Regions from separate parts of the Salmo salar genome. Here region 2 is linked to region 1. A link is a contact called in public Hi-C data. All regions are on one chromosome and are shown on one strand. The core of a region is the stretch at or near the end of the contact, and the rest is flanking DNA. Distances in the headings are between cores, read along the strand shown.

Region 1 (4,239 bases), core at 561-3,060:
TATGGGCCATGACCAGCCTCTCGAAGCACTTCATGATGACCGGGGTGAGTTCGTCGATCGTCATTTGGGAATGTCACCTTGGTTCTTGGGCACTGGGATGATGGTGGTGTCCTTGATGCAAGTGGGGACTACAACCTGGGACAGGGGACAGGTTGAAGATGTCCCAGAAGACACCGGCCAGCGCACACCGAGGTCGTTGCCAGGGATGCCATCGGGGGCGGCGGCTTAGTGAGTATTCACTGTTTTGAGAGTTTTCCTCTTGTTGGGCCTTGAAGAGCGAAAACAGAGCCCTCCTGGATGGCTTGGTGTTGTCCGCCTCGAAGCGAGCACAGAATGTGTTAAGCTCGTCTGGGACGGAGGCTTCGGTGGGCACCACACATCCGGATTTGCCTTTGTAGCCCATGACAGCCTGTAGTCCTTGCCACATGCATCGTGAGTCAGTTGTCGAACATTGATTCTCGTACCGGAGCGCAGACGTGTCACGAGTCATCTGAGTCCGATCTACCGATATTTAATGCTGCACTATGGGCACTCAGCATGTTATGTATTTTTCTGTTCATCCAAGGCTTTTGGTTGAAGTCTGCCTGGATTGTTATTGTGGGTTCAACACCAACAGCCAATTTCCCAATGAAGCCTGTGACTGGCGATGCATATTCCTCAATGTTGATGGATGTGTCCTGGGTGGATGAACATTCCAAATCAGTATTGTCAAAACAGTCCTGCAGCATTGAGTCTGCCTCCTCTGTCCAACGCCTCACTATTCTCTGTGTTGGTGGCTCCCTCGAGTTGCTGCTTGTAGGCGGGGAGTAGGAACAAAGAGGATTTGTAAAGGTCACAGATGTTTGTGCACACATGGTCCAACATGTTTCTTCTCGTGTGGCAGAATACATGGTGATATTTTGGAAGAATTTGTTTAAATTTACTTGGTTAAAATCTCCCGTGACAATAAAGCCTGCTTTCGGTGAGAGGATGCTTGCTGGCTAACGTTTTTGTACAGTTTGCAGAGTGGCGCCTTGATGTTTGCTTGTGGCAGTATGTACACAGCTGTGCTAATAGCACACATGATCGGGTGAGCAGGAACTCAAGGGGTTCTGAACTTCAGTACACCAAGAATTGTTGATGAGGAAGCATACACTTCCCCCCCTACGCTTACAAGAAGCCGCCATTCGAACCATATGGAAATCGTAAAAGCCGTCTGGTTGAATAGCAGAGTTGAATGAATTGTCAGTAATCCATGGCTCTGTAAAAACAAAAAGACACAGCATTCCCTGATGTCCCTCTGTGATTGAAGCATCGCTCCGAGTTCAAAGTATATTTTCCAGCGATTGGGCATTCGCCATCAGGATACTAGGAAGAGGAGGCCATGTAGCCTGTCTTTTCAGCCTAGCTTGGAGACCCCTTTTCCTTCGTCGCCTTCGGTCATCTCGGCCAGTAGCAACAGGTAGGCCCGCTGCACGGAGAACAAAGGAGCGAATGTATTATTCCAGATCTGGGAGACAGAGATGTGTGTAGCTTCCGATTCATGATCCAGAAGCGTCTGTCAGTCGTAGGACAGTCTGAGCAAAGTCATAATTAACTCAAAAATAACAATAAAAAGCAAAGTTGAGCAGGAATCGGAACGACGGGCACCCTCCTTGGCGCCACTATCTTAAAATCGAATGCATAGTCTGCTGTGTGTGTGTGTGTGTCCAGGGAAGTGATTGAGTGGTAGTGGTCTGTGCAGCTGTCTGCCCAGACACACAGAGTCCGCTGTGTGTGTGTGTGCGCTCTGCCCAGACACATGGAGAATTTGGGGTTAGCACAGCATGGCCCTGTAGAGGTCACGACCCCAGGAGTGTGCAGGGACATGCCAGTCACCTGACACCTTGGATATGGTGGAGTGTGTGTGTGTGTGTGTGTGAACGGCCTACTATCCTCCAGCTCTCTGGGTAAATACTAGGCGGGGCAAAGAGGGCATTGGCTGACCGTTAAAGGGATAATTCAGGATTTTGGTAATGAAGCCCTTTATCTACTTCCCGGGAGTCAGATTAACTTGTGGACACCATTTTTATGTCCCTGCATGCAGTTTTAAGGAAGTTGCCAACTAGTGATAGCGCAATTGCTAACTAGCATAAGTGCAATGACTGGAAGTCTATGGTAACTGCTAGTAGATTTACCATAGACATCCAGTCATTGGTGCGCAAAACTACCTCTTCCTTCATACTGGATCCAGAGACATAGAAATGCATCCATGAGTTCATGTAACTCTGGGGAAGTAGATCAAATCCAGATGTATCCCTTTAAAAGACAGGAATGCCATCAAGGCTCAAGGCTGGACTGTGGGCTAGAGGACAGGACAGGGAGCAGTGGGACGGAAAGACACACAGCATGTGGAAAAACACTCAGTGAATCCCTGAGCTGTCTGCCACCATTCCTTGCAGCAACAATGACACACATTGCTCATCGGGCCAACCACTCATTCCCCAGTCTTGAAAAAGCATCTAACACATGTCAGAGATGCGGTGCGAGTTGCCAGGAGAGTACGAGTCATGCAAAGTGCTTTTAGGCCTTGTAGCCTAGTATAGCAACATACAGCTACAGAATGAACTTTAGGTCAGATAAATGGTAACCACAGAACTGGAATGAGTAGAACGGGAATCCCCATTCAAGTCAACTCATTCAAGTCAACTCATTCTATTTCTTTGGCTGTAGCCTCGAGTACCAGTCTCAGTTAGAGGTAGACCCAAAGTAAACAGCAGAGTGGGTCAATTTCCGCAACAACTACGAGCGCTGAAGCGCGAGGCCAAACTTCTCCTCTGTTTTGGTCATGACGCCACCACGCTGTAACAGCGTGAAGCTAACTTGCACACACGTGCAGACGCTGTGTGTGACTGTGTGAGAGCGAAATCTTGCATGTCCCGTATCGTAATATAAGGCGGTGCGGCTCGTGGCAACACCATTGGGCTGAGTCCACATTTAAGTAACACTTCAAACGGTAAACAGACCGCCGCGTACGCATCGCGCTCATTGATCACGGCATTGACATATAAACGTTTAACCCCTTTGTAGCGGAGAGAAAGCAGCTCCTAGGTCAGCTACTCTGTTTACTTAATTCACCCATGACTAATCAAAACCGCGCCCCTCCCTTCCTCTTCTGATTAATTCCGTAGGGTCAACATGAGCAGGGAAAAACAGCTGTCTCTCACTCCCAGTAGCCACCCATCCATTCCCCTTGAACAGAATCCGATGCTGTAATCCCGCATGGCCATAATCTAATCGACACCAGCGAGGCAACACAAACGCTAAAGCCAGTTTATTTCCTGCAACAGTTTACATTACATCACACAGTGACAGCGCGTGGGAGAGAGGAAGGAGAGGGCAAGGGAGTCACCCAGATGTCACTGTCCCCAATAGAGGTTAAACACAACACTTCTCTCCTCCACACCCATGTATAGATTTGTAAAAAACGAAATGTTGTTTCTTTGTTTTTTGCTAGGTAGCGTTAGTCAGCTGTACCTGCGCCAAAACTCTGGTATTTCTCAGCCTATACCTTCTTCTCCATCTTCTTTTTAAATACTGAGCCAAAATGTTCAACACTTTCTATTTTTATGACTGATCCAAACAGGTTGTTATTATGGCTCTCTCTCGTCTCTCTGAAGCAGACATACAGTAACCCATTGGGGCGGCAGGGAGCCTAGTGGGTAGAGGCAGGGAGCCTAGTGGGTAGAGGCAGGGAGCCTAGTGGGTAGAGGCAGGGAGCCTAGTGGGTAGAGGCAGGGAGCCTAGTGGGTAGAGGCAGGGAGCCTAGTGGTTAGAGGCAGGGAGCCTAGTGGGTAGAGGCAGGGAGCCTAGTGGTTAGAGGCAGGGAGCCTAGTGGTTAGAGGCAGGGAGCCTAGTGGTTAGAGGCAGGGAGCCTAGTGGTTAGAGGCAGGGAGCCTAGTGGTTAGAGGCAGGGAGCCTAGTGGTTAGAGGCAGGGAGCCTAGTGGTTAGAGGCAGGGAGCCTAGTGGTTAGAGTGCTGGGCCCGTAACCAAAAGGTTGCTAGATCGAATCCCCGAGCTGACGAGGTAAAAATCTGTCGTTCTGCCCCTGAACAAGGCAGTTAACCCACTGTTCCCCGGTAGGCTGTTATTGTAAATAAGAATCTGTTCTTAGCTGACTTGCCTAGTTAAATAAAGGTTACATTTAAAAAATGCATATAGAATCGTGACAATACCAAGAGTTTCAATACCAAGTTGTGATAATATCGTTTTGTGAGTAC
Region 2 (4,239 bases), core at 972-3,471, 56 kb after region 1:
TGTGTTGTCTTAGCTGTGTACTTAGGGTCGTTGTCCTGCTAGAAGGTGAACCTTCGCCCCAGTCTGAGGTCCTGAGTGCTCTGGAGCAGGTTTTCATCAAGGATCTCTCTGTACTTTGCTCTGTTCATCTTTCCCTTGATACTGACTAGTCTCCCTGCCGCTGAAAAACATACCCACAGCATGATGCTGCGACACACATCATGCTTCACCTTAGGTATGGTATTGGCCTGGTGATGCGCAGTACATGGTTTCCTCTAAACGTGATGATTGGCATTCAGGCCAAAGAGTTCATTCTTGATCTCATCTGATCAGAGAATCTTGTTTCTCATGGTCAGAGTCTTTAGGTGCCTTTTGGCAAACTCCAAGCAGGCAGTCATGTGCCTTTTACTTTGGAGTGGCTTCCATCTGGCCATTCTACCATAAAGGCCTGATTGGTGGAGTGCTGCAGAGAAGGTTGTCCTTCTGGAAGATTCTCCCATCTCCACAGAGGAACTCTGGAACTCTGCCAGAGTGACCATCGGGTTCTTGGTCAATTCCCTGACCAAGGGCCTTCTCCCCCGATTGCTCAGTTTGGCCGGGCAGCCAGCTCTAGGAAGAGTCTTGGTGGTTCCAAACTTTTTTCATTTAAGAATGATGGAGGCCACTGTGTTCTTGGGGACCTTCAATGCTGTCAACATTTTTTGGTAACCTTGCCCAGATCTGTGCCTCGACACAATCCTGTCTCAGAGCACTATGGACAATTCCTTTGACCTCATGGCTTGGTTTTTGCTCTGACATGCACTGTCAACTGTGGGACCTTATATAGACGTAACAAAATTTGTGAAAAGAGAAGCAGTCTGAATACTTTCCAAATGCACTATACATGATTTACACAAACAGTATATACACATCATCATGTACACACACAGAGGAGCCAGCTCAAGACAGATACAGCTGAGAAGCCCAGCTCATGAGTTCCATCATCTGCAGACTTAAATTTAGAATGGAAAATTAATGTGTTTATGCAACAAATGTTACTGCATTGAATCGAATCGTATCGAAGCGAATCGCATGGATTCGTTCTCTAATCAAACCTAATCGTTTCAAACTAAAATGTATCAGAGCCCATGTATCTAGACACGTATCGAATCGTCTTGAAAAGGAAAGATGCACATCCCTAACAGATATACTATTTGTTTGAAGCTTTCTTCCTTGACTGATAGCCTAGCAAGCTACAGCTTCTTAGCCAACTATCCCAACATAATAGGATAATTAGCAAGAGGAACAAAGAGAAACGGATGCCGATGAAAATGTAGGCTATCCAATAGGCATAAAATCGATACGAAACATTATGCTTTTTATCTAGTACCCCATTTCAAAAACTAGAATGCGATCCTGCAGTATGCTGGTGCTAACTAGCTAGCTAGTTAGCAAACAGTCAGCTAGCTAACAACTCTCAGAGAATCAAATCTCGGATTGTTAGCTAACTAGTTAGCTAGCTAGCATCCTTATCCTCTACTTATAGACCACCTAATTAGGTTTGCATTTTATATCCCAGTTAGATCGGTAATTAACACTACATTTTAGTAGTTATCTACCATCTTTTCATGCACTATGGTAGGGAAAGGGTGAAGTCCAAAAGGAAGTTTTTCGTGGGGTTTGCAGAGGGCTCGACCAGTTATGACTATGCATCACTCAACATCAACAACTCAGCCGAATTTATAGCAAAATCTTTTTTTTTGTTTCGAATCGTTTATGTATATTTCCCTTTCATCGCTGTTACAAATCTGCGACATATTCGCTCGACACTCGCTCCAGGCATTGCACCATTGTTTCCAATCCGCTGTGGAACACTTGAAAGAAACGCGTGATCCAAAGTAACAGCGACGTACCTTTGCAATGGCTTTTTTGTATCTCATGACGGCTTGCTGGATGAGAGTATGGACTTTGATATTTCCATCTCCGCATGGTACCACCACCCTAGTCCTTCCAAAACACACCGTCACTTTCATAGTTTAATATCCGATATATTTTGCCCAGATTCGGAGGTAAACCGACGATAAATTCTCCCTTTGAAAGTCAGCCGAAACATGAAGTTTCTGTGGTTTTTGTATCCTTAAAGAGATGAGACCGAACGATCTTTCACCTTATCTCCAGGGACGACATTGTTCGCTTGTATTTCTGACCACCTGTTTAGTCTTTCTCCCTCTATTTCGACGTTCCCAGACTAGACTGGAGCAGGGAGCAAGAGAATCACCCAGAGATTGGGGAACGGCCTCCACCCGCTGGTCAAGTTTGGAACTGTCGAAGGTGATATAAAGCGCGGGCAAGGCAAGCATTTTCACCCATGCCTGCGTAAATAATTGGGTCATTTCTAAATATTAGGAGATCTTGCCAATATTCGTTATGGAAAGATAGCCCTATCACCAATCACTCCAAAATCTTACCAATTCCTTTTATTGTTATAATTGTGTGTGTGTGTGTGTGTGTGTGTGTGTGTGTGTGTGTGTGTGTGTGTGTGTGTGTGTGTGTGTGTGAGTGAGTGAGTGAGTGAGTGAGTGAGTGAGTGAGTGAGTGAGTGAGTGAGTGAGTGAGTGAGTGAGTGAGTGAGTGAGAATATATATGTTCTGCAACATGAAAGTCAATTTAAATAGAACAGCTGCCTGCTTAAATCTCAAAAAGGACTATTTTGAGAAATCCAACTTTAACAAAGATGCCCAGCACTTACAATATAGTGTATTATTATTATTATTATTATTATTATTATTTAATAACAGCAGTCTCAAGGACATGTTCTGGCCACAGAACCTTGATCTCCACCTGCCCAATGACATTTTGGTGATTTGTTCTAGTGCCCTGCCCTAAAACTGAAACCAAGCCCCAATGAAAACCAGAGTAAATCCATGTGTGAAGCTTGTGAAACAGCTGCCTTGGCACATAGTCATGCTCTGAAGAACTGGTCTATGTGTGTGAGGATCCTGCTCTCACCATGCCTGTGTCCCAAATGGCACCCTATTCCCATAGGGTTCCGGTCAAAAGTAGTGCACTATAAAGACCTATTCCCATAGGGCTCCGGTCAAAAGTAGTGCACTATAAAGACCTATTCCCATAGGGCTCCGGTCAAAAGTAGTGCACTATAAAGACCTATTCCCAGAGGGCTCCGGTCAAAAGTAGTGCGCTATAAAGACCTATTCCCATAGGGCTCCGGTCAAAAGTAGTGCGCTATAAAGACTTATTCCCATAGGGCTCCGGTCAAAAGTAGTGCACTATAAAGACTTATTCCCATAGGGCTCCGGTCAAAAGTAGTGCACTATAAAGACCTATTCCCATAGGGCTCCGGTCAAAAGTAGTGCACTATAAAGACCTATTCCCAGAGGGCTCCGGTCAAAGTAGTGCACTATAAAGACAATAGGTTGTCATTTGGGATGCATCCCATTGGTGCTTTTTTTATATGGGCCTGAGCCCCATGAACATTATTGTCTCAAAAGCAGTCGCTCTAAGGCAGAACACCAAAGAGCTACTGAATACCAGGCAGTTTGTGTACCAACTACAGTATGGCTTACATTACTTTTTTATACAGTCCTATGCCCCTGATTGTTCAGTGTATCTTACTGCCCTAAAAGTCTGAGCTTATGGGTGAGTCGCACAAGATACAAGGAAGGAAAACAATCTATATTATATTGTAACTTTTCCTAGCATAGGTTCATGGACTTACAGTGCAAACAGAAATGTGTCTCTCTGTGTTCACACTTTATAAAAAGGGCATACAAAAGGGATGCTTCAAATGTTTGTATGTTTGCATACTGTTCCTGTGGTTAGATTTCAATAAATATTTATCAACATTGATCACCTGATAGAAGATCTTGATCAGTTGCTGTAAATGAGAAGTTGTTGTCCTGGCACCACACGGCCAGGTCTCTAACCTCCTCCCTATTGTCTGTCTCGTTGTTGTCGGTGATCAGGCCTAACACTATTGTGTCATCAGAAAATGTAATGATGGTGTTGGAGTCGTGCCTGGCCGTGCAGTCATGAGTAAACAGGGAGTACAGGAGGGGGCTGAGCACGCACCCCTGAGGGGCCCCTGTGTTGAGGATCAGCGTGGCGGATGTGTTGTTACCTACCCTTACCACCTGGGGGCGGCCTGTCAGGAAGTTCAGGATCCAGTTGCAGAGGGAGGTGTTCCCTCCCAGGGTCCTGAGCTTATTGATGAGCTTTGAGGGCACTATGATGTTGAACGCTGAGCTGTAGTCAATGAATAGC

The links. Hi-C and Micro-C count contacts between places; a contact is called where the count stands out from the background.
Region 2: a Hi-C map of muscle shows a contact between it and region 1, with 6 times the contacts expected there. The contact joins the promoter of LOC106568841 here to the enhancer-like site in region 1. A contact is called at or near these places in 2 of 3 Hi-C or Micro-C datasets (gill and muscle).

Annotation. Positions count from the first base shown.
Region 1 is chrssa14:18,838,146-18,842,384 of Ssal_v3.1, forward strand. All of the region lies in intron 2 of LOC106568841 (partitioning defective 3 homolog), which reads right to left. Among protein-coding and RNA genes, the nearest start is that of LOC106568841, 56 kb to the right of the region's middle. Within about 2 kb of position 1,811, at least 1 of the 13 cell types and tissues checked has an H3K27ac peak or open chromatin away from gene starts, as enhancers often do. A contact at or near this core is called in muscle, where this site is marked.
Region 2 is chrssa14:18,894,077-18,898,315 of Ssal_v3.1, forward strand. It overlaps LOC106568841 (partitioning defective 3 homolog), which reads right to left and starts at 2,222. Exons shown (of 26, transcript XM_014139556.2): 1 at 1,872-2,222. The coding sequence starts at 1,991.